7 separate regions of the Mus musculus genome follow, and all the other regions are linked to region 3. Evidence: chromatin contacts called from public Hi-C and promoter capture Hi-C data. All regions are on one chromosome and are shown on one strand. The core of a region is the stretch at or near the end of the contact, and the rest is flanking DNA. Distances in the headings are between cores, read along the strand shown. Region 1 overlaps Gm38753 (a long non-coding RNA gene). Region 2 has its middle 7.2 kb from the start of Gm35620. Region 3 holds the start of 8430423G03Rik (RIKEN cDNA 8430423G03 gene). Region 4 holds the start of 2310047D07Rik (a long non-coding RNA gene). Region 5 has its middle 57 kb from the start of Ubl3. Region 6 holds the start of Alox5ap (arachidonate 5-lipoxygenase activating protein). Region 7 has its middle 20 kb from the start of Medag.

The links. Promoter capture Hi-C pulls out the DNA fragments that hold promoters and counts their contacts. A called contact is a pair of places that touch in the nucleus more often than the background predicts.
Region 1: a Hi-C map of double positive thymocytes shows a contact between it and region 3, with 1.8 times the contacts expected there. The contact joins the enhancer-like site here to the promoter of 8430423G03Rik in region 3. A contact is called at or near these places in 16 of 39 promoter capture datasets (the 3T3-L1 cell line, 3T3-L1-derived adipocytes, the HPC-7 cell line and 13 more), 2 of 484 Hi-C or Micro-C datasets (bone marrow-derived macrophages and double positive thymocytes) and 12 of 115 datasets of contacts at active chromatin or transcription factors (acute myeloid leukemia, bone marrow-derived macrophages, craniofacial prominence and 9 more).
Region 2: a contact with region 3 is called in a promoter capture Hi-C map of liver, with 5 times the contacts expected there. The contact joins the enhancer-like site here to the promoter of 8430423G03Rik in region 3. A contact is called at or near these places in 20 of 39 promoter capture datasets (the 3T3-L1 cell line, 3T3-L1-derived adipocytes, the C10 cell line and 14 more), 3 of 15 datasets of contacts at CTCF or cohesin (the NIH/3T3 cell line, large pre-B cells and pro-B cells), 18 of 484 Hi-C or Micro-C datasets (CD4 T cells, the G1E-ER4 cell line, Th2 cells and 10 more) and 15 of 115 datasets of contacts at active chromatin or transcription factors (the NIH/3T3 cell line, the SCID.adh cell line, T-cell acute lymphoblastic leukemia and 12 more).
Region 4: a contact with region 3 is called in a promoter capture Hi-C map of liver, with 5 times the contacts expected there. The contact joins the promoter of 2310047D07Rik here to the promoter of 8430423G03Rik in region 3. A contact is called at or near these places in 14 of 39 promoter capture datasets (the 3T3-L1 cell line, the C10 cell line, the HPC-7 cell line and 8 more), 3 of 484 Hi-C or Micro-C datasets (bone marrow-derived macrophages and embryonic stem cells) and 8 of 115 datasets of contacts at active chromatin or transcription factors (the SCID.adh cell line, astrocytes, bone marrow-derived macrophages and 5 more).
Region 5: a contact with region 3 is called in a promoter capture Hi-C map of embryonic stem cells, with 2.5 times the contacts expected there. The contact joins the enhancer-like site here to the promoter of 8430423G03Rik in region 3. A contact is called at or near these places in 3 of 39 promoter capture datasets (embryonic stem cells, pre-B cells and trophoblast stem cells) and 3 of 115 datasets of contacts at active chromatin or transcription factors (effector CD8 T cells, memory CD8 T cells and pancreatic cancer cells).
Region 6: a contact with region 3 is called in a promoter capture Hi-C map of the HPC-7 cell line. The contact joins the promoter of Alox5ap here to the promoter of 8430423G03Rik in region 3. A contact is called at or near these places in 17 of 39 promoter capture datasets (the C10 cell line, the HPC-7 cell line, HPC-7-derived erythroid cells and 9 more), 1 of 15 datasets of contacts at CTCF or cohesin (large pre-B cells), 5 of 484 Hi-C or Micro-C datasets (CD8 T cells, the G1E-ER4 cell line, female germline stem cells and 2 more), 7 of 115 datasets of contacts at active chromatin or transcription factors (CD8 T cells, the SCID.adh cell line, acute myeloid leukemia and 4 more) and 3 of 9 other capture datasets (adipose tissue, embryonic stem cells and pancreatic islet).
Region 7: a contact with region 3 is called in a promoter capture Hi-C map of the HPC-7 cell line. The contact joins the enhancer-like site here to the promoter of 8430423G03Rik in region 3. A contact is called at or near these places in 18 of 39 promoter capture datasets (the 3T3-L1 cell line, 3T3-L1-derived adipocytes, the HPC-7 cell line and 13 more), 1 of 484 Hi-C or Micro-C datasets (bone marrow-derived macrophages) and 8 of 115 datasets of contacts at active chromatin or transcription factors (DN3 thymocytes, acute myeloid leukemia, craniofacial prominence and 5 more).

What each region holds. Positions count from the first base shown.
Region 1 is chr5:149,362,924-149,365,623 of GRCm38.p6, forward strand. It overlaps Gm38753 (a long non-coding RNA gene), which reads right to left. Exons shown (of 3, transcript XR_868733.3): 2 at 1,720-1,922. Among named protein-coding and RNA genes, the nearest start is that of Gm38753, 3.3 kb to the right of the region's middle. Within about 2 kb of position 1,343, at least 11 of the 459 cell types and tissues checked have an H3K27ac peak or open chromatin away from gene starts, as enhancers often do. A contact at or near this core is called in double positive thymocytes, where this site is marked.
Region 2 is chr5:149,328,426-149,331,125 of GRCm38.p6, forward strand. No RefSeq gene overlaps it. Among named protein-coding and RNA genes, the nearest start is that of Gm35620, 7.2 kb to the left of the region's middle. Within about 2 kb of position 1,361, at least 49 of the 459 cell types and tissues checked have an H3K27ac peak or open chromatin away from gene starts, as enhancers often do. A contact at or near this core is called in cerebral cortex, cortical neurons, embryonic forebrain and 2 more, where this site is marked.
Region 3 is chr5:148,948,976-148,951,960 of GRCm38.p6, forward strand. It overlaps 8430423G03Rik (RIKEN cDNA 8430423G03 gene), which reads left to right and starts at 1,275. Exons shown (of 3, transcript NR_040686.1): 1 at 1,275-1,413; 2 at 1,685-1,858; 3 at 2,358-2,683. It overlaps LOC108169085 (a long non-coding RNA gene), which reads right to left. Exons shown (of 2, transcript XR_001785025.1): 2 at 1-33.
Region 4 is chr5:149,227,483-149,230,523 of GRCm38.p6, forward strand. 2310047D07Rik (a long non-coding RNA gene) reads left to right here and starts at 1,506. Exons shown (of 2, transcript XR_003956021.1): 1 at 1,506-1,829. n-TNgtt14 (a tRNA gene) reads right to left here and starts at 1,592; the gene lies at 1,519-1,592.
Region 5 is chr5:148,494,142-148,496,887 of GRCm38.p6, forward strand. No RefSeq gene overlaps it. Among named protein-coding and RNA genes, the nearest start is that of Ubl3, 57 kb to the right of the region's middle. Within about 2 kb of position 1,295, at least 136 of the 459 cell types and tissues checked have an H3K27ac peak or open chromatin away from gene starts, as enhancers often do. A contact at or near this core is called in effector CD8 T cells, embryonic stem cells, memory CD8 T cells and 1 more, where this site is marked.
Region 6 is chr5:149,263,623-149,266,322 of GRCm38.p6, forward strand. It overlaps Alox5ap (arachidonate 5-lipoxygenase activating protein), which reads left to right and starts at 1,382. Exons shown (of 5, transcript NM_009663.2): 1 at 1,382-1,560. The coding sequence starts at 1,491.
Region 7 is chr5:149,390,458-149,393,373 of GRCm38.p6, forward strand. It overlaps a transcript of Medag not described here. Among named protein-coding and RNA genes, the nearest start is that of Medag, 20 kb to the right of the region's middle. Within about 2 kb of position 1,509, at least 81 of the 459 cell types and tissues checked have an H3K27ac peak or open chromatin away from gene starts, as enhancers often do. A contact at or near this core is called in DN3 thymocytes, the HPC-7 cell line, craniofacial prominence and 3 more, where this site is marked.

The sequences.
Region 1 (2,700 bases), core at 93-2,592, 410 kb after region 3:
TCAGGTCAAGCAACAACTCAGCCTTCTCCTGATGCCTGGCAGTATCTGAGCTGGTCACAGACGTCTCAGAAGACAAGATGTCTCAGAACCTCTTAGCATTTCTTATGTTTCCATCAAATTAATGATGATTTGTTAAAAAAACAAAAGAAAAGAAAAAGGAAAAACAAAAAGAATACTCCTATGCCAAGACCCAGTGACCAGAATTCTATGTTGCTTGACAATGCATGGGTGATTTTCCTGGGTGGGGACTGGCATTTGCATTGGTGGCTGTCTTCCCCAGGATTTCATTTTGAAGCAGGAGGGACAGTCGGTGTCTAGCCTTGTATCTGGAGCTTCCCCGCCGCCATTCCTGTGGGCATGTGTTGGAGGGAGCGACAGCAAAGCATGGTGAGTACAAAGCCGCAGCAGAGAGTTCTGCCCTGCAGGCTTCTTGCCTGGGATCTCCCTTGCTGAACAGTGTAACCAACCTTGGTCAGCAGGGATTGCGGTCAGTCGCTCTTCACTGTAGCGGCAGAACAGCCAGGCTCAGCTCCTGCCTTCCTGGCATGGCGCTGTCAAACCCGTGTTAACTTTACCTGTGCTTGGTCAAGCCTTGCTCACATTTCTGAGAGCCACATGATTTTAAGAAGGCAAGCCCCGTGAGGGCTGATGCTCAGCCTCAGAGCTGCCAGTGAGTAGCGAGGACGGTGGGGAGGACGCTGAGAAGGACGCTGAGGGGGATGTTGAGGAGGACTCTGGAGAGGAAGCTGAGGAGGACCCTGGGGAGGAAACTGAGGAGGATGGTGGGGAAGACTGTGGGGAGGATGCTGAGGAGGAAGATGAGGAGGACGCTGGGGAGGATGGTGGGGAGGATGGTGGGGAGGATGCTGAGGAGGATGGTGGGGAGGATGCTGGGGAGAACGCGATTTTACTGGTAGTGGGAACCTCCCCAGCTCTACAGTCCTGATGCTGCACTGGTTGGTGCCTGCTGGGGGGACACAGGCAGATCTGGAAAAGGAAAGGGGACTTGCTGTTCTTCACTTCTCACAGCAGCCAGGGTCTCAGATCCTGCTCCTCTCCTCCACTGGCATCCGACACCATTGCTCGGGTAAATAGAGAAGACATAACTGTGGGTCGCTCAGGCTCATCAGCGCTGCACAGGCTTTGAGATCATCTGACTCGGCTCCGAGGGAGGCCTGAGTTTTGCGGTTTTCTCAAGCTCTCAGATGATATTGATGCTGATGGTCTAGTATCCTAGCCCTCTCCAAATCTTTAGCTCGCCTCTGCCTGGCCCCGCCCCTCTGCCTGGCCCCTCCCCTCTGCCTGGCCCCTCCCCCTGCCTGGTCCCTCCCCTCTGCCTGGGCCCTCCCCTTCCTCCTTGCTGAGCTCACCTACTGTGGTCTCTCCGTGCTTCCACACATTAGGTAAGCTCTACCGTACCAGTCTTTTGTGTCCTGCGTCTCACTGTGTCTCAAACATTCTTCTTCTATAGATTCAGCTCATTCCTTCAAGGTATGGACGCCAGTGCCTGCCACCCTTTTAGCAAAAGGTCACCAGACTTCTTTTTAAAATTGTACCTTTGACCCCAGCAACATTCGGGTCTCCTTTTTTGTCTTAGCCACAGGACACATGTTGCTACAGCATCATGCAGAGTCTCTCCCTCTCCCCCTGCCCCTCCCCCCCCTCTGCCTTTGCCTTTTGTAGCTAGGAAGGAAACCTTCAAAGATCACATAATCTCACCGTTTTGCTCACTGGTCTGTCTTCTGCTTCTAGAAGAGTGGTTGACAGTACACACGCCCAAGAAGTAGTCATCAAGGGACTGAAGAGATGGCTCAGTGGTTAGAAGCACTTGTTCTTGTGGAGGACCCGGCTTCAATCCCCACTACGCTTTATGGCACTGAAGTACACAGACAACACTCATACAGCAGATAAAATAAATAAATCTAAATAAATTTTAAAAGAAAAAAAGACACAATGGTAAGGATTTCTGATTAATAGCACTCATCAAAACATTAGTGTTAATTTCGTTCTTGAATAGTGTTAGGACAAGGCCTCTCAAAAGCAAACAGACAGACGAACAGACAGGCAGATGAACAAGTAGACAGGACTGGGGAAGCTGGCTCAGGAGGAAAGCATTTTCGTGCAGTCATGAGGATCTGACTGGATCCTCAGCACACGTGCAAGGCTGCACATCAGTGATTCCTGTGCTCCTGGGTAAGAGAAACAGAGGCCACAGAAACAATACGGATCTGCGGCTTACATAGCTTGCATAGACTGTGCTGGAAGAGTAAGAAATCCCCTCTCAGGCAAGATGGAGGATGTCCCCTGATCTCTGCTCACGTACTTGTACACACACACACAAACACACACACACACACACACACACACACACACGCATGTGTGCGCCACAGGATTCCAAAAATACAATATCTGGAAAAAAGTCAAGCATAGTTAAGAGACATTTATTTATCTTTTAAAAGGAAATCCATTCGAGGACACACGGAAAAGTGGTAGAACAGTTATTGGCATCTTCCCACAATCAAACAGGCAATCATAACGTGTTCACAAGCTCAAGCACTCAGGTCTACAATGACAGTTACACGATACATACACAGTTGTGAATAGATAAATCGTGTTCATAAAGAGATCTGTCAAAACATATGAAAAGCTTAAATACATATTTCTGGAGCTGACAATTCTGTGTACCCAACATTGCAAATG
Region 2 (2,700 bases), core at 111-2,610, 380 kb after region 3:
GTTGTTCCTAAGGAGTGCTCTACAAGGCAGCCTTTCCTACTGCCATCAGAGGAAACCCTGCCACAGAGGAGGTTTGATTGCAAAGGATGGGATTAAACATGCAGAACTCACAGACTGTGGAATTGGTGTACAACGCTTCCAGGCTCTCTCTGGTCCCTCAGCTATCCGACTGGCTTTGGGAGTGTGCCCTCTGTGTGCATCATGGGTGCATCCTAGAAAAGTAGAGCTGAACCTCTTCGAGGGCCTGAGGGTCACAGAAGCCCTTACATGTAAACATGCAGCCTTGTCAGGAGGTGTGGAGAGAAGAGAGGGGCCGGAACTGGAAAGCCTCTGAACAGGTCACTTCACCTTTGATGGGAACTGTTAGATGGAAACATGGTTGAAGGGCTTGCAAGGGATCAGGATACCCCAGGGCACACAGGGTGGAAAGGTTGGCTGTGCTGAGCTCGGAGCTGGTCAAGGTCAGAGAACAGAGGAAGATGGCCAGCTGGGTAGGATCATGGGAAGGCAAAGTTTTCTCTCTTCAGAGGCAGCAGAGCCCCTCACCCTACACTGCTCTGTTTTCGTCTGCCTCTTGGTTCTTGCTCCTTCTGTTGGTTTTAGAGACAGGCTCTCAATAGGTAGATCTGGCTGACCTAGAACTTGTGACATAGGCTCAGCTGGCCTCGAACTTGTGATCCTCCTGCTTCCGCCTCCCAAGGGCTGGGATTACAGGGATATGCTACCAGGCCTGACCCTTGGGTCTTAATAAATACACAGCTTGAAATGAGACAGGAAGAAACTCCCACTGCAAAGCACCAGAATGAGGCCGAGCATATGAAGCATCTCTGCAGTGCCAGCCTGCTCCAGCGGCTCATGCCTGTAGCCTTGTGTCCTGAGCTCAGTACTGAGCAAGGCTGCTGTCAGGGCTCCGGGGTTACCTGAGAGTGGTCCCGCTTGCCTTTGTCAGAAGGCAGATGCATTTCCCGACTCTGATTGCATCCCTTGGTTCTGACACCAAGTGGCTGTGGAATTGGAGTGAATCACTTAACTGCTCTGAGACTCCCTTTCTGAGCGACAACAATAGCCTCTTCTCTGGCTGTCGCCAGAATCTGTAAAGCCCCAGGCCCAGCTCAGAGAGCTTGTTGCCAACTGCCCTTGCTAGAAAATTCTGCCCAAGGGAAGCTTTAATTACAGGCCCTTTCTCTTTCTCTCTACTCCCGGGTTTGCTTCCAAGACAATTAACAGACCAGAGAGTTCTGCTACCTATCAGCCACTGGTGGCCAACAGACTCCCCATGCTGGCAACAACAGTGCCTCCAGGAGCCGGACCACTTAAGCAGGTGCCAGCTTGTTGCTCCACGGCTCCCAGAACAGTTGAATCGGTGATAGTTATGCAAGATGCTTGATTAAATATTTACCTTGCTCAGAGCCACCCTGGTGTGGCAGGGCAGGGAAGAAAACCTGAGAAGCAGGGAGGCTCTGGCATCCTCTGCAACTAGCCTGCAGGAACATATGTCTTGATGGGACATATCCTTGACAGACTAGCCAGCCCGTTGCTTTAAAAAAAAAAAAAAACATAACAGTAATGATCTTCGTTCAGACTTGGATGGAATCAGAAGTGTCAGATCCCTGGCCAAACCTGAGAAGTTTGAACAGTACCTGCATACGGTTTCCCCATGAGTTTGGGTGCATACCCACATTCACCACAACATGAACTCTTGGGGTTGAGGGGAGGGTAGGTGGGAGGGTGGGGTATGGGAGGGGTCACCCAGTTCAGTTCCATATAGTCACTACCTACAAGCTCTTGTTATCTTATTAAGGTTGCCATGAAAATATTTCCATCACCATTATTATTTGTTAGATAAGGACATCTATGTCTCTGAGAAGGTGAGCAGCAATGCACATATGTGTGTGTGTATATATATATATATGTATATATGTTCTAGTATATATTGGCTCTAGTATATATATACATATATACACATATACACATATACACATATACACATATACACGTATACACGTATACACATATACACATATACACATATATACATACACATACATATACATGATATACATATACATCATATACATATACATATACATATACATCATATACATATACATATACATACAAGTTAACAGCAAGGCTACAGAGCCAAGATTTGACTTTGGTTCTAGTAATGTGGCATAAACAATATCCTAGATTCTATCATAAGGATCTTGAAGAGTATAGGTCTCTACAGGGGCCCCAGTAGCCCTCCTGGTTTTATTTGATAGAGGATGGGATGTAGTCACCATAAAGGGAACCCATTGCTTCTCCATAACTTGCATCCACTGAACTCTGCTCACGTGGTGCTGGACAGGGTCAGATGTTCACAGTGCCAAACAGGCAGCTGAGAAGAGGGAGGTGGGTGTTAGAAACCTCTGTTTCCTGAGGAAATGGAATGTGTGCTGTTGATAGCTTTGTGGAGGGTCTGATCACACTCTTGTCCTTCCCAGGGTGCCCAGGTAAGAATAAACACACACACACACACACACACACACACACACACACACACACACACCAGACACACAGATACACACACAGAAACACAGACAGACACATGCATAGACACACATATGCATAGACACACTCAGACATACACACACAGACATGCACACAGATATATACACACAAACACACAGAGAGACACACACAGACACTCAGACACAC
Region 3 (2,985 bases), core at 25-2,524:
CTCTCCTTACCACCGCGCTGTTTCTTTTAGCACCTATAAAAATAACATGTTAAAGGAAAGGGTTTTTTTTTTAAAGTATATGTTTGGTCTAATAAAAGACTGTTTTCAGATTTGCAAATATATTTATGTGGAAAGACAGGTTCTTAGTTAAACATTCAAGATATCCATTTTTAAAAAATGTCCAACCCTAGAATCCAAATATTATTCCACAGCATCTTCCCGCACCTAAAGCAGTTTATATTTTGCTTGAGAGACTGGACATAGACCTGAAGAAACACTGGACAAAAATGCAAACCAAGCTTGGCATGCTAGCAAATTCGGTACCCAGGAGACTGAGGCAGGAAGATTTCAAAGTTGAGGGCAGCCTGAGATACACAAGGAGACCCTGTACAAACACACACATATGCAGGAATGCGCATGCCCGTTACTCAAGACACACGTCATGCCTGTAGACTATAAGAATTATAAAAACTACAAAGGAGAAAAATCTTGTATTCTAATCCACAGAGGCCCGAGAGTGGCGGTTACAGGTGGCTGTGAGCCACCATGCGAGTGCTGGGAACCAAACTTGGGGCCTCTACAAGAGCAGGAAGTGCTCCTAACCACTGAGCCATTTCTCCAGCCCCAAGGCTGAGCTTTTTATGAAATGCAATTCTGCTTGTAAAGTTACAGTCGTCGCATTTGACTGACGTGAGCGCAAGTCAACCGACCCAAGATACAAAAACACTGGCTCAGGATCTGGGGGATAGATAAACTGTAGATCAAACGTGTTTGATCCTCATGACTACAGAGACAAAATAATAAGTAACTTTTTAAAAACATATACAATGTTTCCTAGTTTTGTTCTCCAGGTGGCTGTGGCAGATCACTCCTGAGCCCCACCATTCGCCACTGTTTCTTTTTAGTTCAATCTAAATGGTTCCCCCGCAGGCAGGGCTTGCCCCATGGTAGGGTGCTGCCTCCCCGTAGCTTCAGGCCCATCACACAGTTTCTTGGCTGGCTGAACTGTTGGAAGTACTAAAGAAAGCAACAAATTGAAGAAGAAGCGAGCCTTGTTCTAAGTTGAGAACCCCAAACATAACACATAGAAATCACTACAAAACACGACAGCTGTAAGTGGTTGGGGAAAATCGACTCCTCAAGCAACCAGGCTAAGAGGCAGCGAACGGACTCCCTCCAACTGAAGTGAAATACCACACTGATTACTTCCTTACGATTCGCCATCCATCCTGGGCTTCCTGTTGTAAAAAGCCCCGCCACCCTCCTCAGTGAGCAATAGACCACACATTCCACAGCCACGACGTTTATTTCCTCTCGGTTACATGCTACCCTGTGGGACGACCAGTTACATTCTCTGGCCAAAAAGAAGAGGGGAGCCACGGGACATCCCCCAGCTGTCACGACTCAGAAAAGGTTTGCTTTTTCTCGCCTTCACCAGGGACAGAGGAGGACTCAATGGCGTGGGCTCTTTCCTCCATAACTCTCAAGTTTGGCAAGATCAGGGATCCAATATAGGCTGGTACTGATCCCTCCGTTCTTGCTTTCTATCAGAACACCGGTTTCATTCAGCAGGGGCGACGCTCCTGCTCGCACATGACCATTGTAGCTAAGAGAGGCCATGTGTCCCGATGCCGGCCAGTCCGGTCTGTAGATTTCTAGGCCCCGTTTTGTCTTTCTGTTTCAGGGAGTTCTCTTTCCTTATTTCCTCTTACTGTGTGGACTGAGGAGTTGGCTGTGGAACAGAGCAAGGAGCCCAAGGACCAGGAGGAGATAAGACCGTCAATAAAAAGCTTCCTGATGAACACCACGCCAAGGAAGAAAGATGCCTTCCAAGATCACTGGGGTCTCCAGGGCCCAGGTTTTGACCCTAAAAAAATTCCTGTAACAATTTTATGCCATGAAACTTTATTTTGTAAATGCATTTTTTTCCCCTCAATTACTTTGAGAGTCAGTTTAATGCGTTACATTGTGGCATTTTTGGTAATTTTGTGTAATTAATTATACTTTGTCTTCCTTCTCACTACTCTGCCCCATCTGACCCTGCTTACTGGCCTTTTCCTGGTCCCCTACTCCCCTCAAGTCCTCTCTCCTTTCATGTCCCTGAATTGTGTTATTTACACACACACATGCGTGCACACACACACATACACACATACACGTGCACTCGTACAATCTTGGCTTGGTCACTTGTTCCCCAGTTGGCCCACTGTTTAGTTTAGGCAAGAATTGTCAAGGAGATTTAAATGCCCTGGCCACATTGGGATGTGTGTGGTCTGGCAACATCCTCCCTCGACCACCCCCAATTGACACCTTTCTCCTCTCCAGATTCTGTGATTGTTCTTGTCTTCCATCTGCAGCCTTAGGTGAAACAGCCCGACCACCATGGATCTGACCAGCCCTCTGAGGAAAGAGATAGCCCTCCCATCTCCAGACTGAGGCCTACAGGGCTCCTCAGGACAGCCACTACCAGCACCATGGTGAAAACATAGAGGAGAAGCCCAGAAAGACTGAATTCTGAAACAGGCGAAGGGGCGAAGGGACTCATGGGAATTTTTTTTTTTTTTTTTTTTTGATTCTCTAAACCACCTAGTGTCTACCGCAGCCACCCACAACTGCCATTGGAGTGGGAAGGCAGCTACAAATAGTATCAACTGGGACAGAAATAAATGAACAGTCGACTGGTTCCAACGGACTCTATTAATGGACACTTTTTTTTTAGGTGTCATTTACTAGCATTCTTCTTTTGACTTTTTTTTTTTTAACACTTAAGAAAGGTAAATCTATTTTTAGCTCATGGGGCTAAACAGAAACAGAGGCCACAAGGCCAGACTTGCCCCTGTGACAGAAGTGCCAAGCCTTGGTCTTGGAGAGCCACTCACAGACACTGGAAAGGGGCTGAGGGAGGTGAGACCACACAGCCTTTCTGGAGGCTGACAGGCACTCGTGTGTTTGAATACACTTGGCCCATGGGAAGGGGCACTATTA
Region 4 (3,041 bases), core at 256-2,755, 280 kb after region 3:
AATTTAACCCAGTGAGATGGCTCAGTAGGTGAAGGTGCTCCCTGCAGAGCCTACAGACCTGAGTTCAGTGTCTGGGACCCCTAAGGGTGCAGAAGAGAACCAGTTTCCAAAAGTTTTCTCTGACCTCCACATGCATGTGGTTGCATGTACATACATATGTGTCAATAAAAATGCAATAAAATTAGACATTATATTTAAAAACTAAAACTGCATTTGACTAAATTCACTGACATCCAGTCTTTCTTGGTCACGGCAGCGCACACCTATAATCCCAGCACTCAGAAGGCTGAGGCAGCCGGGCCATGAGTTCTAGGCCAGTAAGGCCCTGTTCCTGCTGTTTCTGTTTAGTGCTAGGATAGAGCTCGGGGCTAGATGCACGCACAGTACCGTCTCCACCCCATGTTAATCAAGGGCCTGGCGTTACTCTGACACTCATCCCTCAGTTGTCCTAGTCACATTTCAAGTACTCAGAAGCCAGATGTGGCTAGCAGTGAGAGCTCTTGCAGTGTAGCTCGGGAGTGTTTACGTCAACATAGGACAGTGGGTCTCACTCTTCCTAATGCTGTGACCCTTTAATACAGTTCTTCATGGGGACCACCAACCATGAAATTATTTCATTCATAGTTGTCATTTTGCTCCTGTTATGAATCATTATTAATATCTTTAATGCAGAATTCCTAATATACGATCCTAGTGGGGTCGTGACCCACAGGTTGTGAACCACTCTGTAGACTCCCGTTCTCTGTATTCTATAGGAGTGGGTGTAGATCCCAGACACAAAACCCTCACGTCACAACTTCCTGTCTTTATGGAAAGTCTTTTGTGAAAAAAACATAAAACGTCCTCTGTGACAAGAATTCTCTATGTACCCCTGGCTGTCCTGGAATTCACCATGATTTATTTGCCTTACTGCCTTCTGGGTTCTGGGATTAAAGGCATCACCGCCACTCCTGGCTCTCTTTTAAAACTTTTAAACACGAACTTATACAATTTCTGATAAAGTTAAATGTGATGGGGGAAATTGACAGCAGTCTAAGATTAAATATAATGTAGTTAGATTCAAACCCATTGCCCAAGTCTGGGAGCCACTTAGCTAAAGTCAGCGTGGCCTGCTGTCCCCAAACTCTCTGCCCACAATGTTATCTGTTGCTCATCCATTTGGAAGTAGACTGTATTAGTAGGGTCCGCGGGTCGTTTTTTGTTTTTTTTTTTTTTGTTGTTGTTGCTGTTGTTTTTATTTTTTATTTTTTGTTATTATTATTTTTTTTTTCTGAGCCACACAAATGGTGCTGTTTCTGGGTGGTCCCGGTTGCCGGTTTCCAGTGCAAAAAACACCTAGCTGTTCCTGAGCAGAATTGGACCAAACTCAAAAAGCAGACTTACATGTACCCTCTTGAAAATTAGTGGAAGCAGCAGGCCCGCTTGTAGCTTGAGCCCTAGAAAGCTATCAAACAGATTGGGCGTCCCAGGATGGCAGAAAACATTTCTAAAAATGTTTTTTGCTAAAAGGAACGCTGCCGTCCCTGGGTGGGCTCGAACCACCAACCTTTCGGTTAACAGCCGAACGCGCTAACCGATTGCGCCACAGAGACACAGCTGCCTGAGCGGCCGTGCGCTTTGTACACATTGCCGCGGCCAGCATGGGCGTCGCCGCCTCGGACTCCCGGGAGGCGCCAGGCCCTGCTGAGCCCTGCGGGCTGAGACTGCGCGAGGGCGGGGAGGGGCGGAGCCGCCGAGCCCAGCAAATCCTCCGCAGAGCAGGGCGGCGCCGGGTGAGGCTCCGGGAATCTGCGTGGGCTCCGAGCCAGGGCGCCCTGCCCTTGTTCAAGGTTGTTACCGCCCCTCCCCTTTGAGTGTTCTCGTCGCCTCCCGCTTATCGAGGTTGATAAACTGTGGATCTCTGTGTGGGCCATGGGAATTTTATACTTTATACGTTTAAAAACCTACCGCGCCGCCCCTCCCCCGTCACCTCCTGGGAATAAATTCACACCCCTTTAGCGGACTGGAGCCTCCTTCGAGCACTCATGGCTTAGGGGGACTGCAGAATCGGATTTATGGCGATTAAAACGCTCTTTTAAAATAGCCAGTGACGTCTAGGCCTTCCCCTGACTTCTGAATTTAACTCACTGACTTGGGGTTGCCTTGGGAGGGTTGGGGTAGGTAGCATTGTGCCCACTCAGAGGAGGGGGAGGGGGAGGGAGAGAGGGGGAGGGGGAGGGAGAGAGAGGGAGGGGCAGAAGGGAAGGGAAGGAGGAAGAGAGAAGGGAGGGGGAGAAAGGATAATTCTTTGATAAACCTGCCAGAGCCCCTGTCAGACCTCTCCTTCCCCCATCACCCCAAAGACCGGGAGGGGAGGAGGGGGCAACTTCACAGACCTCAGGTCCCGCTCTTCAAGCTTCCATACCCTTCCTCCTTTTAAAAAAAATTAATTATTTCATATATTTACATCCCAAATACTGTCCCCGTTCCCGCCCTCCCCCCTTTCTCTTGCTCCTCCTCTCTTTGGCTCTTCCTACTTAGCTATTGCTACTCTCTTGGTATAAATTGAGCCATATTTCAAAGACTTATTTTAATCATGTATCTGGGTGTTGGCGTGTATCCTGAGTTCAGCGCCCTCGGGGTCAAACGGGGCGTCGCATTCTCCTGGAGCCTGCGTTGGAGGCGATTGTGAGGCTCTCAAGGCGGGTGCTGGGAACTGAGCGCGGGTCCTGTGCAAGAGAGGAGCTCTCAACCACCTATCCATCGCTCCAGCTCCATTTTAACCCCTTTAAAGCTTACGGTTCAAACGGAATTAAGTGCACTTATATGTTACCAATACTCCCATCTATTAAACAACTCCCACCTCCCCTTTCTTTTTCTAATAAGCCTCATTCTCTCTTCTATCTTTACTAATTTAATTATTCTTAAGTAACTCCCCTAGGTGGAATTACCCAGTCTTTGCCCATTTGTGACTGGCTGGTCTCAGTGATGTCCTGATGACGTATCCGTATCCGTACAGTAGCGCTAACCCTGATTTCCGGCTCTTCTATGCTGAGTACTAG
Region 5 (2,746 bases), core at 45-2,544, 450 kb before region 3:
AAATGTAGTGTATTTATTCAATAGAATTTTTATTCAGCCATCTGGAACAGTAACATTACTGGAAAATGGAAGTCATTGCATTGAACATTGAGTAAAGCAGGCCAAACTCAGAAAGACAAATGTGTGTTTTCTCTTACAGGCAAACTCTAGAGGTCAAAACCAGTAAAAGACATGTCTATGGACTTGATCCCAGAGGACAGACACACAGACACACATAGAGAAAAGCTGGGATCGGGTGAGCTTGATTCCTCTCCTGGAGCAGCACCAACAGCCTGGAACCTTCGCACGTATTTTGTACCGCACAGGGGGAGGAGCTAGCTGTTTTGGTGGGAGGGCTCTGTAGAGGGAGGAGCTAGCTGTTTTGGTGGGCGGGCTCTGTAGGAGAGGAGCTAACTGTTTTGGTAGGAGGGCTCTGTAGGTCAGCTCTCTCAGGTTGCAACAATCTGGGAACAGATCCCTACAGCTGTTAGTATTTTTGTTTTGTTCTTTTTTATTTTTTTGCATACTCTTAATGTCTACCCTAAAGAAAGACTTTGCCAGTTTCCATAGATCTGAGGCACTCGCCCTGGTCAATGATACCCATCCCTCAGGGCTTATCTGCCCCTTACATGGTCACTCAGGCCTTTCTTGGTTCCCCAGGAGACATAGAAGTAAAAGGGAGATTTTTTAGAAAGGGGGAAGGGTTGAAGAATATGATCAAAGGACATTATCTGTACGTGCTTTGAATGAGACAGCTCACAATGAAACCTACTGTTTTGTATAATTAATCTATTGCCATCAAAATCATTAGAGAAGCAAGGGATTGCGTGGACTGTGAGTATCAGCAGGCTCTTCCCCTTCATCCTGACAAGCAAAATGAGAGATAAATAAAAGGACTTCTCAAAGAAGACTTCCTAGGAGTCAAGGGGCGATATGAGATCTGAGCAGGTGGGGGAGTAGAGGATCGGGAAGATGATAGAAAGGGAAGCTTGAAGGGGCATCCTACCAGAAACGAGTGTAGGAGATCAGCTGAAGGCTGAGGGCAAGCCCACGCGGGGACATTAGCAACATTTCTCCAGCTAGGCAACAGGGTCCAGGGTCACACCAGCAGGTTTCAGCCACCCCTCCCCCACCCACGCCCATGCCATTTCCTCAAACTCTAGACTACTGTAATCAGGAAGCAAGCATGTAAAGTTGGAAAAAAAAAAAAAAAAGATCAAAGCCCTAGACGTCAGCTGAGAACCCAAGTGCTGACAAAAGAAAGCAGTACGGAAGTGAGAGGAAGTGCAAATGAAGACCATGGGACTGTTCACACACGCAGAGGAGAGACTAGACAGGCACTGAGGAAAGCCCAAGAAGAAAGGGGCGGGGCGTTGACGCAGAGGGCTGGCGAGGGGTCACGGGACTTCCACAAGGGGAGTACCAAAGTCTGGCCTGGTGGGCTCTCTGCTCTTACGGCTCTAGGAACTCCGAGATGGGGTCGGGTGTGGGGTTTGCTTTAGCCCAGGAATGTCTACCTGGCTACCTGGGCAATAGAAGAAGAGAGGAGGAGGACGGGAAGGCGTGTGCATGTGTGTGTGTGCACAAATCTTCCAGATAGAATTCAACCCATAGACTGAAGGTATACCTTGTGTTCTTGGGAATTTTGGTGCTGAAGTTTCTATGCCAAGACAAACTAGGAAATGTCCAGGTATCCAGGAACAAAAAAAAATCAATTGCAACAGAAACAACTCAGACTAGCTTGTGTTCTTTTACAATATCAAAGCTGATAGCTGGGTGTGATGCTGCATACCTTTAATCCCAGCACTCAGTTAGCAGAGGTAAGTGGATCTGAGTTCGAGGCCAGCATGGTTGACAGAGTGAGTTCCAGGGCAGCCAGGGCTACACTGAGGAACCCTGTCTTAAAAAACCCAAACCAAAAATCAAACAACAATCAAAGCCCTTAAACAACAAAGTAATGTCTACAAATCACTGAAGGGAAGGGCTACTGAGGCCGTTACCCCGTCACAAGCTGTCCATGTGATCAGAAGGCATCAGGGAGGAGCTGATGCAGACATATGGGAAGAGCATGTCAGAGCAACCTTACCGACAGAGGGCGGAATCGTCATTTTAAGCAGACCAATAGCCATGCACGGTGGGTCACATTAGTAATCCTAGTACTCAGAGGGCTGAAGCAGGAGGATAACTAGCAGTTCTAGGCAGTCTCAGTAACAGGCCCAGTCTCAGCCCAAACCACCACCATCAATAAAACCATGAAAATGACAAGAAAGACCACAGTGTAAAAAATGATTATTAATGTTTTGTATATATTAATGCTAGCAGTAATTTTTTAACCAGTTTTCCCCCCAAATAATGGTTCAGTGGTTAAAAGCACTGCCTGCTCTTCCAGAGGTCCTGAGTTCAAATCCCAGCAACCACATGGTGGCTCAGAACCATCTGTAATAGAATCTGATACCCTCTTCTGGTGTGTCTGAAAACAGCTACAGTGTACGCATATAAATATAATAAATAAATCTTTTAAAAAAGAGAATAGTTTATTGAACTCACACCCTAATACTGAACATTCCAGACCAGGAAAAAAAAAAAAAAAAAAAAGGTCTCGGTAGCCTAATTGCGGTATTAGTTTGCTCTCAGGGCTGGCTTTTTATAGGAAGAACCAGGTTCAAAAGTTCAAAGGCAAGCAGTGATGCAGTACAATATTTCTGTCTAACTAGACAAAGTATCATCAGCTAACCTTTAAGCTGATTGGTCCTGAGTGAGGTAAAAA
Region 6 (2,700 bases), core at 132-2,631, 310 kb after region 3:
ATGTATTCTTTGGTTTAGTTTTAATCTTTAGCTGAAGTTTAACATTTATTTTATTGACTTTTTTTGTGCGTGCACGTGCGTGTATGCACATGTATGTGTCTGTGGAGGGCAGAGGCAAACCTTGGTTCTAGTTCCTCAAGTGCCATCCACTTTATCTCTTGAAGCAGGGTCTTTCCCTGCCTGGGACTCTCCATTAAGCTAGGGTGGCTGGCCAGTGAGCCTGAGGATGCTCCTGCCCCTCTTCCTGTAATATTGGGGTTACACACATTCTACCACACGTGGCTTCTTAGGTGATGTGGGGACTGAACTCAGGTCCTCAAGCTTGCATGGAAAACACTTTCCAATGAAGCTGTCTCCCAAGTCCCATAGTTTTATTTTATTGCAGGAAAGGAGCCACTGGTTGTCTTATCATTCATTCACTCCTTCTTTCCTTCACCCATCCATCCACTCACCTATCCATCCACTCACCCATCCATCCACTCATCCATCCATCCATTCACCCATCCATCTAATCACCCATCCATCCATTCATCCATCCATCCATTCATCCATTCACCCATTCACCCATCTATCCATTCACCCATCCATCCATTCACCCCAGCCTATGTGGCTGCTATTCTGCACTGTACAATGTGTCAAATGACATTTATTTACCAGGAGGAATTCAAAGAACCAAGGGCATACTCAGGACGCACGTCTTTTTGGTGCTGTATTCATTTTATTTCCTTTTCTTTTTCTTCTTTTTTTAAATCTCATTTTCCCTTTTCTTTATTTTTGCCAGTGTAAGAAGTGGTAGTGGCTCCGGGCTCCTCGTGCTGTGCAGGGTCCAGATTTCATGCTTATGCTCCTAGCGAGGCTGCCCATAGTAAGCAACATCAAAGAATACGCTGCACTTCCCTCTCCCTCTGACTCTGTGACTCCTGGAAGGTAACTCAAAACCACAGGTCCTGCAACTTTGTTGAATAACAATTAGAAGAGGAAGAATGAAAACTAAAGGCAGAAGAAGGAGGAGGAGCAAGGGTAGGAATGGGAGGAGCAAGAGGTGGAGGAGTAAGGGAAGGAAGGAGAGAAAGAGAAGAAAGGGGAAGGGAGATGAAAGAAGAAGGGGAGGGAAAAGGAGCAAGAGGAGAAGTAGGAGCAAAGTGAGGAGGTAGAGCAAGAGGAGGAGGGAAGGGGCAATAGGAGGAGGAGCAGGTGGAGGAGGGAGAGGAGCAAAAAAGGAGGGGGAGCAAGGGGAGAGGGTAGTGCAAGAGGAAGAGGGAAGGAGCAAGGGGAAAGGGAGGAGCAGGAAGAGGGGAGGAGCAGGAACAAAAGGAGGGGGAGGAAGAAGAGGGGGACAAGGGGAGGAGCAGGAGCACTGAGTGGCTGTGCTGGGGACCTTTGGAAACTGATGGTAAAAGGCAGAGCACAGCCTGGCACTTCCCCTTTCTGCGCAGGAAGGCTGAGGTGCTAGCACCAGCCTGGTTGTCTCTGGCGGGCCTGAAGCAAGCATGGATCAAGAGGCTGTGGGCAACGTTGTGCTCCTGGCCCTTGTCACCCTCATCAGCGTGGTCCAGAATGGTAAGGGCCCTTCCTCAGGGAGAGCAGGGGTGCTGGAAGCCAGGCACACACCATTCTGTGTGCACTATGCACACGTCTGTATTTATTGCTGTGTACGTGAGTGTGCAGGGGTGGGTCCTGTTCTGTGTGAGTTTGGGGTTTCCTTCTCTCACTTGAAGGATGATGTCAGGTGTGTTTGCAGAGGATGGAGAGCAACCTGAAGGGCTGGTGAGAAACTTGGCCCAAGTGTCTTGGTGGAGCAAGGGCATGAAGGGTGGAAGAGGAGGGCCAGCCTGGAGAGAGTGTGGGGGTCTGTGCTCCCTTGGACACCCGCCTGAATGAGCCAATTTGCAGCAGGACCCAGGTCGTCTGTCGTCTGTGTCAGGCAAGGGGTAGTCTTGCGAGCTATAAAGGAGAAAGTCTTTATCATCTTTTTACTTCTGTACTTAAATAAGTTCTTTTGAAGAAACATCAAAGAACAATGCGTAAGGCTATTTTTAGTTTTGTTTTGTTTTGTGGTCCTGGGGATAGAACTCAGGGCCCTGCATACCTTCTGTATATTCTCTACTACACATCTATGCCCCAGCCTTTTGGTGTACAGCTTTACACACACACACACACACACACACACACACACACACACACACACACACACACGTCTGTCTGTCTGTCTGTCTGTCTGTCTGTCTGTCTGTCTGTCAGTCAGTCAGTCATGTTCTATCCATCTATCTATCTCAACCTTCCTAGCCCTTTGACACAGTATCTCAGGTTGTGGTGACGCCCAAGCATAAATTATTTTTGTTGCTACTCCATAACTGTCATTTTGCTGCTGTTAAAGATTGTAATATAAATAAATACCTGTGCTTTCTAATGATCTGAGGTGAATTCTGTGAAAGGGTCATTTGACCCCCAAAGGGTTCATGATCCTCACGACTCACATCTATCTATTTACCTATCATCTATTTATATATAAGTCCTATCTATTATCTGTCTGTCTGTCTATGTATTTATCTATTATCTATCATCTGTCTGTCTGGGGAAATGTTCCTATTTCTTAGTATTGCCATTAAACACACACACACACACACACACACACACACACACACACTCTCACGCATGCACGCACGCACACACACACGCACGTCTGTTTTTCTATCTATC
Region 7 (2,916 bases), core at 259-2,758, 440 kb after region 3:
GGGATGCCTCAGCATGGGCCGGCCGAGGCACACCCTTCCCCCATACCTCACCACACATCCATAGAACATATCCCCCTCTCTTTATCTTTTTATAAACACATCAATGTGTGTGGGTGTTTTGTCTGCATCTATCTGTGTACCGGTATCTGCCTAGTATCCAAGGACAAGAGAAGAGGTGCCAGGTCCCCAGGGATTGGAATTACAGATGGTTATGAGCCACCATGTGGGTGCTAGGATCTGAACCCAGGCCATCTTAACCGCTGAGCCATCTCTCCAGTTCCCGACATCCCCTAAGTGTTTTAAAGCTTTCCTCTGTGCTGCCACCACCTCACCCAGAAATCTCAGTGAGCACTCAGGCTTTGATGAGGTCGGTCACTGTTCCTGGGTTGATGGATTAGAGGAGACAGGAGTTGAGGGCCAGATTCCCTAGCCAGAATGGAAGAAACTCAAAGTTCCTTTAATCCTTTCCCCTCATGCCTTATGACTGCCCCACCCTCCACCCAGAAGCCTATTCTACCACGGTCAAGCCCAGTGTGCCTTAATTTCTCCCCCAAACATGAAGAAACTTTTAAAAAAATTATTTATTTTATGCATACATGAGCACACTGTCTCTGTCTTCAGACACAGAAGAAGAGGGCATAGGATCCCATTACAGATGGTTGTGAGCCACCATGTGGTTGTTGGGAATTGAACTCAGGACCTCTGGAAGAACAGTCAGTGCTCTTAACCTCTGAGCCATCTCTCCAGCCCTGTGAAGAAACTTTTAACCCTTGTCCAGCCACAGCTCTGTAATAAAAACTGCATAGGATGAGGTACAGGCAGAGAGAGGTTGGGAACTGGGTGTTTGAACAAGTTTAGGGTGCATTGTGGGATGAGCAGCTGTGGGGTGGACTGGAAATACACACCAGACAATGCTTTCTTTAAGTAGATTACACCTGTGGATCCCCTCTGGTTTTAAAAGAAAATTTATATTTGACATTATTTGACTCACAGGATTATGTTTGGGTGTCTTTGGTGGGCTACACGTAGATCATGCTTGTGTGTGGATTTGCGGCTTGTTCATCTCAGCAGGGCAAGCTAAGAGAATGTGGCCCCTTCCTGGGAGTTAGACTAAACTCTGGGAGGAGGAGATGCAGGGAGAGAGGTGGGGGTACTCACCAGGCAGTGGGGAGAGTGGGGGTGGGGTGGGTGGCATTCGTTTGTATTTCGATTGTGTGTTCGATTGCTGTTGTCTTTACGGCTTTCCTGTCTGCGGAGGAGCCTGGATCTGTGGTTGCTGCCTGGCCAGCTCTGTGTGTGTCGGGGGTTGGGGGTGGTAAAATCATTTGATTGCATCTTCTAGTTGTACAGTTTGTACTTGAAATACTTGAGAGTGTGTCCGGGATGGGGTTTGGGGAGGGAGGCAGCACAGAAACTACCCCGGCTTAATGTCCATATATAATCATCTTGTGTTGCTGGAACCTTCTTTTTGGATAAAAAGACATTGACTCATAACTGAGCAATCCTGCCTCACAGGGAGGAAAGCAACTTCCTCTCAGCCCGTTTATCTTTAGAGGGCCAGGTCGTTTCCATAGGCTGTTTAGGAAATGGCTGTCAAACACCACAGCGAGAAAAGTTAACTTTCTTATTCCTGTCTCTCTCTCCCCACAGATGGGTCTGAAATTCTTGCTTGGGGCCATATGGATTGGCCGCGCAGGGAGGAAATTATATTCAGCTTTCTGTTTCTGCTCAACTCTTTCCACTGGGTAAGTGGGCCCTTTGAAGTGGCACTTGCCTTACCTCACATTCTGACAGGAATGACTGATCGCCTTTCAGTCCACACAAGATAAGGAGCCACGTCGGAGCTGTCTTAACTAAACAATAGCGAACCACCCAGAGCACTCTTCCAAGACGGGAGAGAATTCCCCACATGTGTTAAGCATTTTATTCTTCCCAAATGCATTACTCTGTATTATTGTGTTAAATTGGATAATGTCGACATGAAAGGGCCGTGTCAATTGTATCAGATAACAAAAAAGTAAGATTTTGTAACAATTATGGATTTGATTTTTCTACCCAGACATCTGAGGCCCTGCAAGAGAATGTTAAGAGCCTTAAATTGCCCACTAATGGGAAACTATGCTCTGAGTGCGGTCTCTTTTCTAATCTTGGCTGTGTTTTCTCTTCTGCAACAGATGTCATCCACCTGGGGATGTCAAAAGAGAAAATACAGGGCGCTGGGCAGATGGCTCAGTGGCTAAGAGCACTGACAGCTCTGGCAGACAAGCCAGGTTTGGTTCCCGGCACTTATGTGGGTGTTCAAAACCATCAGTGACTCCCATGCCAAGAGATCTAGCGCCCTCTTCTGGCTTTCCATGGACACTGCAAGTATGCAGTGCACATACATACATGCAGGCAAACACTCATATACATATAATGAAAACAATGAAACCCAGGCAGGGTTAGGGGTAGAAGATGTTGGTGGAATAATATGGAAGAGAATACAACAAATCTACTCTTGAAGATCTTGACTGGTGTCTCTTGTGGCTCTAGCTTCAGGCTGCTGACCAAGAGGGCAGATTGTATTTATAGCCAGAGAAAAGGAAGTAAGATAAAGAAATCGGACTTGACATAGAGACAATCTGACAGTCACTGCTTGTGTCTGTCTTATTTGAGCTGTTCGACTGGCTGGCTGTTGGTGACAGGCAAAGGCTCTGTAACTTATCACAAAGTGACTTCCATGTCACCTTAAGCTGCAGTTCAGAAACCTTTGACCAAACTTTAAAATGCAGCCCTGTATGGGTACTTTTAGGCCAACTTGACCCAAGCTACAGTCTTCTAAGAGGAAGGTGCTTCAGTTGAGAACATCTCTCTGTAAGATTAGGTTGTAGGTAGGCCTGTGGGGCATTTTCTTAATTAGTGATTGATGGGGGAGGG